Linked DNA regions of Hordeum vulgare: region 2 is linked to region 1. The links are chromatin contacts, called in public Hi-C maps. All regions are on one chromosome and are shown on one strand. The core of a region is the stretch at or near the end of the contact, and the rest is flanking DNA. Distances in the headings are between cores, read along the strand shown.

Region 1 (3,964 bases), core at 830-3,329:
ACTGGAGTTCAATAAGGGTAATAGCATTACAATAATTAATTTACTCTTACAATTTTGTCAATCCAGTTGTACTGGATGTTTCGTCGATTTTTGTTTCAACTTTAGACATTAAATCGTGTAATTGACAAAAAAAATTAGCAAGGATTGGTGCTGGGAAATTTTCCAATAAATTGGTCTTCTTTATAGAGCAGAGGGAAAAAACCTTAATGCCTAACAAACAGCTAGTGTTTTAACTCTGATGTTTGTTTCTTTGTATTTAGTTGTGAAACCTCTTTACATAGAGAACGGACGTTTGGCTCCCGGGAGCCATGGAGGCCGAAATTTTTGAAAAAAATCATAAGTCAAAAAATTTAGTTTCAAAAAATCTGAAAAAAAATATACAACTAAACAAGGATGTGATCCGTGTGTGTGTAAAATTTCAGGTCGAAATACTTTGAAACGTGACCTGTACAAAAAAGACAAATTCATGGTCTGAAATGATGAATAGTAACATGTATTAAAAAGTTACAGATTTGTCTTTTTTGCACAGCCCTCATTTCAACATATTTTGTTCTGAAAATTTACACACTTGTGTATTATACCTTCATATATCTATGTATTTTTTTTTCAGAATTTTTTGAAATATAAAAATACGAATTTTCATGAAATTTGAAGTTTGAATTTAAAGGCCTCCATGGAGCTCGGGAGCCAAAAGCAATTTCCCTTTACATAATGTTCCACAAAGTACCTTTTTATTGAAATGTTCTATTAGTATCTTATAACGGTAAGGTATCATAGATTACTGTTCCACTTCAAATAATCTTGCATGGAAGTGGTGGTCTACTATCTGACATCCTCCTTTGATGCCAAATTAATACCTATCACAAGGTGCACATATTATCAGTAACCTATTACAAGAAACTAAGGACCCTTTTAATCTAACTTCAAAAAGGATCTTCACAATCCACCACTCATTATCCATCAAATCAAATATATAACCAAACGAGGGCAAATATCCAGTATTGACCAGTGAAAAGATGAATAACTTTTCATGCATATTTAAAACTAAGATACTAACATTTCGTTCATATGGATTTTGCAAAGAAAAGATATGACAATGTAAAATTTTGTGAAAGAAGAACCACTGTGATCGTCTTGAAATCGGGGCACACGTTTGCACTAGGTAAAAGATATGCCTAGTACGGATTACGGTGAAGGTAAGCTGTGCCGTGGCAAAGACCAATGATGAAGCAGAACCAACTTGATCAGAGAAATCAAGCATAACTGCAGGTTTGGTGTTCTTGGAGAAACCAATATAGTATTGTTCTCTGTCACTCGTTTGAAAAAGGAGCTAAATAGATGCTGACGAAGCGAGATCCTATTGCTGGATCAATAAACTACCTGTATAGAAGAACACGAACGACATGACAATCTTAAGGCCGATCTATGCTGTAGATGAAGTTGTGAATATGCAGTGACCTGCGAGTGCACACATGAACAGAACACTCCTTTCGGTTGAAACAAAGGAAGCAAACATTGCATTTCACTTCAAAACTTACTACCTTAGCACATGAAATGAGGGGTTCACGCTGTTCTGCAAACTGTATGATCCAGTAAGCAGATCATGGTCTGAACGAGTAAAGTGAGCAGCAGCATGTTGAATTTGAGATGCAGTGATCGGGCTAATACAATGATAATCTAGAAGGGTAACATCATCACTAGAGAGCAAGAACAGTGAAACAGGGGCAGCGCTAGTCCGTTAATCAAGCAAGTAATTAGCAGCGGCATTTCGTCAAACACCTACAAGGAGGAGGGAGCAGGGCGAGACTCAAAAGATGCTAGTAGAAAAGTGTGCTGCTCATACCTTCGTCCCTGCCGCGCTTGTCCGGGGAGCCTCGAGAGCAGCGAGGGGCGAGCGCGAGGGCAGGCCGTCGAGCCAAGAATCTCCCGGAAACCAGTAGTATCCCCATGGCCCCTCCCCGTTGGAGATTCTACCGATCAGGGAGGATCCTTTCCCCGCGCAGCGTCTCTGCTTATCGCGGTGGGGGAGGGGAGGGGCGGGGCGAGGGGAGGAGGAGGCGTGGCTGAGAGAGCGCTTGGAGTCGCCTGGCTGCTTGGGTGGACGCAAGGAGGACGGCGACATGGCAACCGTGTGGCTCTCCCTGCACGACGGAACCGGCACGCCTCCGGTACGGTAGCCGGCCCGTGGCAACGCAATGAAAATTGCTAGTAGGAGTACTACTTTTTTTTTTTTGCGAGAAAAATGGCTAGTACTCCTAATTTGTTGTGTTCTGCAGTTGTTTTCCACTTCGAAACAACCTGCAGAAGTTTCTGAAATTTGAAACCTCCATTATTTGTTCTTGCGATTTCTTCTGCTCGTCACACCATTCCTAAGTCCAACCCTGATTTTATCGTTTTTTCAAGAAGCTAAAAATGATATCATTTCTGAGGGTTTTCTCAAGGCCAATGATAGAAGCGATTCTTTTACGTGACACTTTTTTACCTGCTTTAGAACTGTTGGTGGCATTTTAGTTGGTCTTAGGAAAGATCTATTTAAGATGGTTGTTTTTTCTAACGAATAATTTGATATCATTGCGATGTTAAGAATAAGGTTGATTGTTTTGTTTGCCAATTCTAGTTGTAGTATATGGCTCCTCACACTCTGAGTTTAAAATAGATTTTATTGCTGAGTTGCATGATATTTTTTATGTTTCTATATATTATCTTGATATGTGGTGGCTTTAACCTAGCCGGGAGATATGCTTATGTTTGAATAGTTGTACTAGTTTTAGGGAAATGGTTGAACCCTCTATGGTACTTCATATGATTCAATATCTTATGTTCATGATTTGATTTAGTAGCCTTCACAAATGTTGAGAGGAGGGCTCACTCACATTACTGTCTTGTTGTCGTGAAGTATATTATTGTCGATGTGAGGGCTGGGGATATTGACGTAATTCGAGGTGACAGTAAAAGCCTTGATTCTCCGTTCTTGTAATTGACAGGGGATTAACGAAAAACCGTTTGAGAGGCTATGTCCACAGGGAAACCCTTAATTATCATAGCGGTAACCTGTTGCTTGGGGACGTTGAGGTAGTGGTGTACGTGGCATGAAGTCTATGTTAGAATAGAACATGGTTCGTAACCTGCTCCACAAACTTATGTTCATATCAGTGATAGTGATGTCGGAACCCTAGGGAACGCTTTACCACTCAAACACCGTCCTTACTAATTTAGTGTCATTTATTTTCTGTTTTTACCTTCTTGATAATACTTTAGTTAAACACCTTTTAATCTAGATTCCTAGCGACTGATAGAGTAGACTATTTCTAACTCCGGTTTGGATGTGCACATGGCTGCATTAAGTGACAACATATTTGCGGGGTGTGTGGTCTTTACTATCAGTTCCCTATGGGTTTGACACCCCACTTATCACGCAAGTGCTACAACAATCATGTGCACTTGCAGGCCATCACTGCACACAAACACGAACAATATATACTTGTACCCAACTTGGCAAGGGGTTTTTCAAGCCCCTTGTATTGCTAGTTACAATATTAAAAGGAAATAGATAGATAGTGGTGCAACAAAATTAAAAGAGAATGTATTTTGTAGGAGTTTGTATTGATGGAAGAATGGCCCCACGGACATAGGTTCACTAAAGGTAACTCTCTCGTAAAGAAGGCAAATGACATGATAACAAATTACAGTTAGACAATTAACAAGAGTAGCAACGAGTATGACTATGATCATTCATGGCATAATCTCATATAGTCATTACATCTGTGACAAGTAGACTATTAATCTAACTGCATCTACTACTATTACTCCACGCCAAGATCGCTATCCAACATGCATCTCAAAGTATCAAGTTCATAATAAACAGAGTAACCCTTTAAGCAAGATGACATATTGTAGATGGGAAAGAACCTAGCAATAATATTAAAATGTCATTCTCTATTTACTGGCAACAATACATATATGT
Region 2 (3,802 bases), core at 227-2,726, 370 kb after region 1:
GGTTGAGTTACAGATTCTGAAAAAGTTGATGTGGAAAAGCTGCTGTGTAAAAGCTGGAAGCTGGAAAGTTGGGGTACCCCAACTTTGAAATTTACACTAGAAAGAAGCTACAGATTTTCAAAAGCTGCTTTGAACATTTACCCCTTTGGTTAGCTTTTAGCTTTTCAAAACAGAAGTTGGTAACAAAAGCTGAACCAAACACAGCCTCAATTAGCTTGATATGGTACATTTTTGTTGATGGTAAAAATGTGGTGGTTCTATCGGACCGAAATCCTCAATGTGGTAATTTTCTGTTAAATACGCCGAAGACCCGTAACACTAAATTGAAGAGTGATTTGATGATCCACGTTAAAGTTGTCATATGAAACTTTTCCTAGTTTGGTACTCCCTCCCAACTTTTTAACTTTGCTTATAAAATTTATTTGAAGTTAAGCTTCGTAAAGTTTGATCATATTTATAAAAAAATAGTAACATCAACAATACTAAAATTGTATAATATAAAGTTTTAATTCCTGACACATCTAATAATGATACTTCCTCCTTTTTTATAAGACGTTTCAAACAACACACATTGAACTGTTTTGATTGTTGTCCGAAATGGCTCCATCGTCTTATAAAAGTGAACAGCAGAGTATTGATTTTGTATTATAAATATTGATATTTTTCTATAAAGTTGATCAAATTTATGATGTTTCTTTCAAGCAAATCTTATACGCAAAGTGAAAAGGACGTGAGGTAGTAGATTTGTTGTATTTAAAGCAACTTCAACGCGCCGATCCAAACGGACGGCGATTTTATGTGTTCTTTTGTCCATTTGGATTGGCCAGGCGGACATGAACGTCCGCTTTCGCGTTTGGGTCAACGCATGCGTCCAACACTGGCCCGATCCATTTTGACGACGCGAAAAAAAACATGCATATTTAAAATAAAAACAACATTAATTAAACATAAAACTGACCACGAAGGCCGGCAAGAGTCCACGTGTCCATATTTGCATTTAAAAAATTTAAAAACAAACTAAACTATGAGGCGGCGCGATGCCCTAGGCGGCGTCGTCGTCGTCCTCGGGGACCGTGAGGTCAATGAGTGTCGGCGTAGGGCTGGCACAGGGGACGGCTCCGCCACACGGTCGGCTTGAAAAATGACGACCGTCGTCGCTGACGCGTGGGCCCGAAGTCATAAATTAAGTTGACTAGGTAGATCACGGGTAGTTGAACGATCGTCAGGTGGGACGCGACGGACACCAAAATAACGCGCGTGGCGTCCATGCCGACGCATTTAAGCGCAAATTTGTACCGTAAATGCGTCGGTGCGTTGGGTCTTTTCTTTTGTTTGTACCGATCCAAACGGACGAGGAGGACGGACGAAATAGATCAGCATATTGGAGTTGTGTTCGGAGGCCAGATCCGCGTTGAAGTTGCCCTACAAAACTTTCTCTAGACTGATAGATTTCCTGCATTCAGAGTTGTGTTCAGAGGCCGGCGTGCATTGCAGTCGGGGGACGGCACCTATCCGAACGAAAATATCCGCGCCATCCATGAAAGCCCCACCGTCCAAGTCGCACTGCTCTGGCTTGGCTCTTCTACCTCCAATCCCCCAGCTCCTCAGCCTTTGCCAGTCAACATGGGGATGGCCATGACCTCCTCCCCACAGCCACCACCTCCCCCGCGCCGCCGCCGCAGCCGCTTGCAGTCGGCAACCACCATCTCCGCCCCCAGTGCCAATCCCAACCCCAATCCCAAGGCCAAGGTCATCCCCCTCCTCTCCGACGTCGGCCGTCTGCAGTCCGCGACTCCCACCCCCACACCAAATGGCAATCCTAACTCCAACCCCAAGGGCAAGGTCCTCCCGCTGCTCTCCGACGTCGGCAGCAACCCCTCCGCCATCGACTACTATTCCCGCGTCGCCTCCAACCTCGCCGGCGCCGGCCGCCTCGGCGACTTCCTCATCGCCGCAGAGGGCCTCCGCGCGGCCTCCGGCGATGCCGGATTCGCGGCCCGCATCAACTGGCGCCTCCTTTCGCGCGGCGTCGTCGCCGCGCTCCGCGAGCACGGCCTGCCCCACGTGCTCGAGTTTCTCCGCGACGCCGACCGCATCGGCGTCCACGCCGCCGTCATGCTCGACGCTGATGCGTCCGACGCCATCGCAGCCGCCTGCCGGAAGCTGCTGGACGACCGCATCATGGCGGAGTTTGTGGAGGCCATCGAGGCCCTAGCTTGTAAGTAATGTCGCCTCGAACCTCCTTATCCTGTGTGTTTCATCAAGCTTGGTGGTACACCAATCGGGATTTGGTGCTCTCCAATCATCACTCCTTTACCCTGCTTTTAAAGTTGGTTTGTGCAGATGCTGTAACTTCACAGTTACTGTTAGGTTTTGCTGTTAGATGCTTTAGTGCTCTTAGTTCCTAGAGTAAAAAGTAACGTGCACAGACTGTACCTACTAGTAGAGTTCAGATGTTACATCAGCACGCTGCACTTATTACCATTTGATATGGTAGTCAGTAGCTGTTTTGTTTCGGAAGTACCATTTCTATTTGCCAAATAGGAGTTCTTAAATCATGGGGTTGTTGCTATTTTTCGTTCATGATGTTATTCCTGTAGACGGTGGTGTTATTTCTACACGGCATCCTGCTGGATTCTTATAGTGATATCTGTCATATGAATGATTATACTACTTGTTAACATACAAGACATTGTGGTGTCATTCTAACATTAGCACTGTATCATGTTTCTTGATCAGTTTCATATAATATACATTTGCCCATCGCTTCAAGTAGTACAATTTATTCGTTTTATTTAGCAGTCACACATCCAATGTTCAGTGTGCAGGAGGATACTTTTTTATGTATATGTAGAATTATCCTTGTATTTTAATTTGGCCCTATTTTAGTTACTTCCTGAACTTTTAAGGAACTTGGTAGGAACATATTCTCTGCCATGCTCGAGTGCAAACATGATATGACTTAAGGCCTGTTGGTTGTGTGTTTTGTAGTCACATGTTACATGTAAGTACGATTTAGCTATGAATTACAGTTGGAGTGGCACTCACTGTTCTGCTGATTACTCCACCCAGGGCATAACATTATTCACGTGCAGTTTTTTTATCCATGGATTTCTGCTATTCATGCTTTGGATGGTGATATACTTATGATGCCCATGTTAGTTTGAAGTTACTGCTGTTAATGTTTTTCTTTGTTCTTTTTCTTTTAGCATGTGGATTCTTTGTTAAAGGCATCGTGGATCCAATGGATGTACTGAAAATATTCGTTAGGAAGCGAGATCCAGATATGGCGATCAGGTGATCATACTTGCTACATTTCTCGTCATTTAGTCTTACTTTTGCCAATGGCACTTTCTTGTGGCAGATTTTTGTATATATAAAAATCAATTATCGATTTGGAAACTATGCTTTCCAATGATTAGGAATTTCACTTTGTGACATATTAGATTTTCCTACGCTTTTGGTTATTTTCATACCTGCTCATGCATTGCCTTTGACATGTAGGTATGCACGTATCTTTCCGCACTCCCAACTTCTACTCTGCAATACTATGGAAGCATTTGGGAAAAGAAAGGAATTGAAATATGCCCTAAAGGTCTTTGGAGCACTCAAGGACCAGTTGGGAGGTATCAATATGTTTGCGTGCCGAAGTATCATTGATATATGTAGTCATTGTGGTTCTTCTGTACAGGCTCGGATCATATTTGAGGTATGGTACTAGTGATCGCAGTTCAAATTTATACTTTCATATAGGTAAAAGTGGAGAAGCTATATGATGATCTAGGTGAACACATTCCAGAGT

The links. Hi-C and Micro-C count contacts between places; a contact is called where the count stands out from the background.
Region 2: a contact with region 1 is called in a Hi-C map of seedling, with 4 times the contacts expected there. The contact joins the promoter of LOC123448949 here to the promoter of LOC123448948 in region 1. A contact is called at or near these places in 4 of 6 Hi-C or Micro-C datasets (leaf and seedling) and 1 of 1 datasets of contacts at active chromatin or transcription factors (embryo).

Annotation. Positions count from the first base shown.
Region 1 is chr4H:458,672,412-458,676,375 of MorexV3_pseudomolecules_assembly, forward strand. It overlaps LOC123448948, which reads right to left and starts at 2,080. Exons shown (of 2, transcript XM_045126001.1): 1 at 1,844-2,080. The coding sequence starts at 1,949.
Region 2 is chr4H:459,038,524-459,042,325 of MorexV3_pseudomolecules_assembly, forward strand. LOC123448949 (pentatricopeptide repeat-containing protein At5g02830, chloroplastic) reads left to right here and starts at 1,477. Exons shown (of 12, transcript XM_045126002.1): 1 at 1,477-2,218; 2 at 3,210-3,297; 3 at 3,505-3,709. The coding sequence starts at 1,624.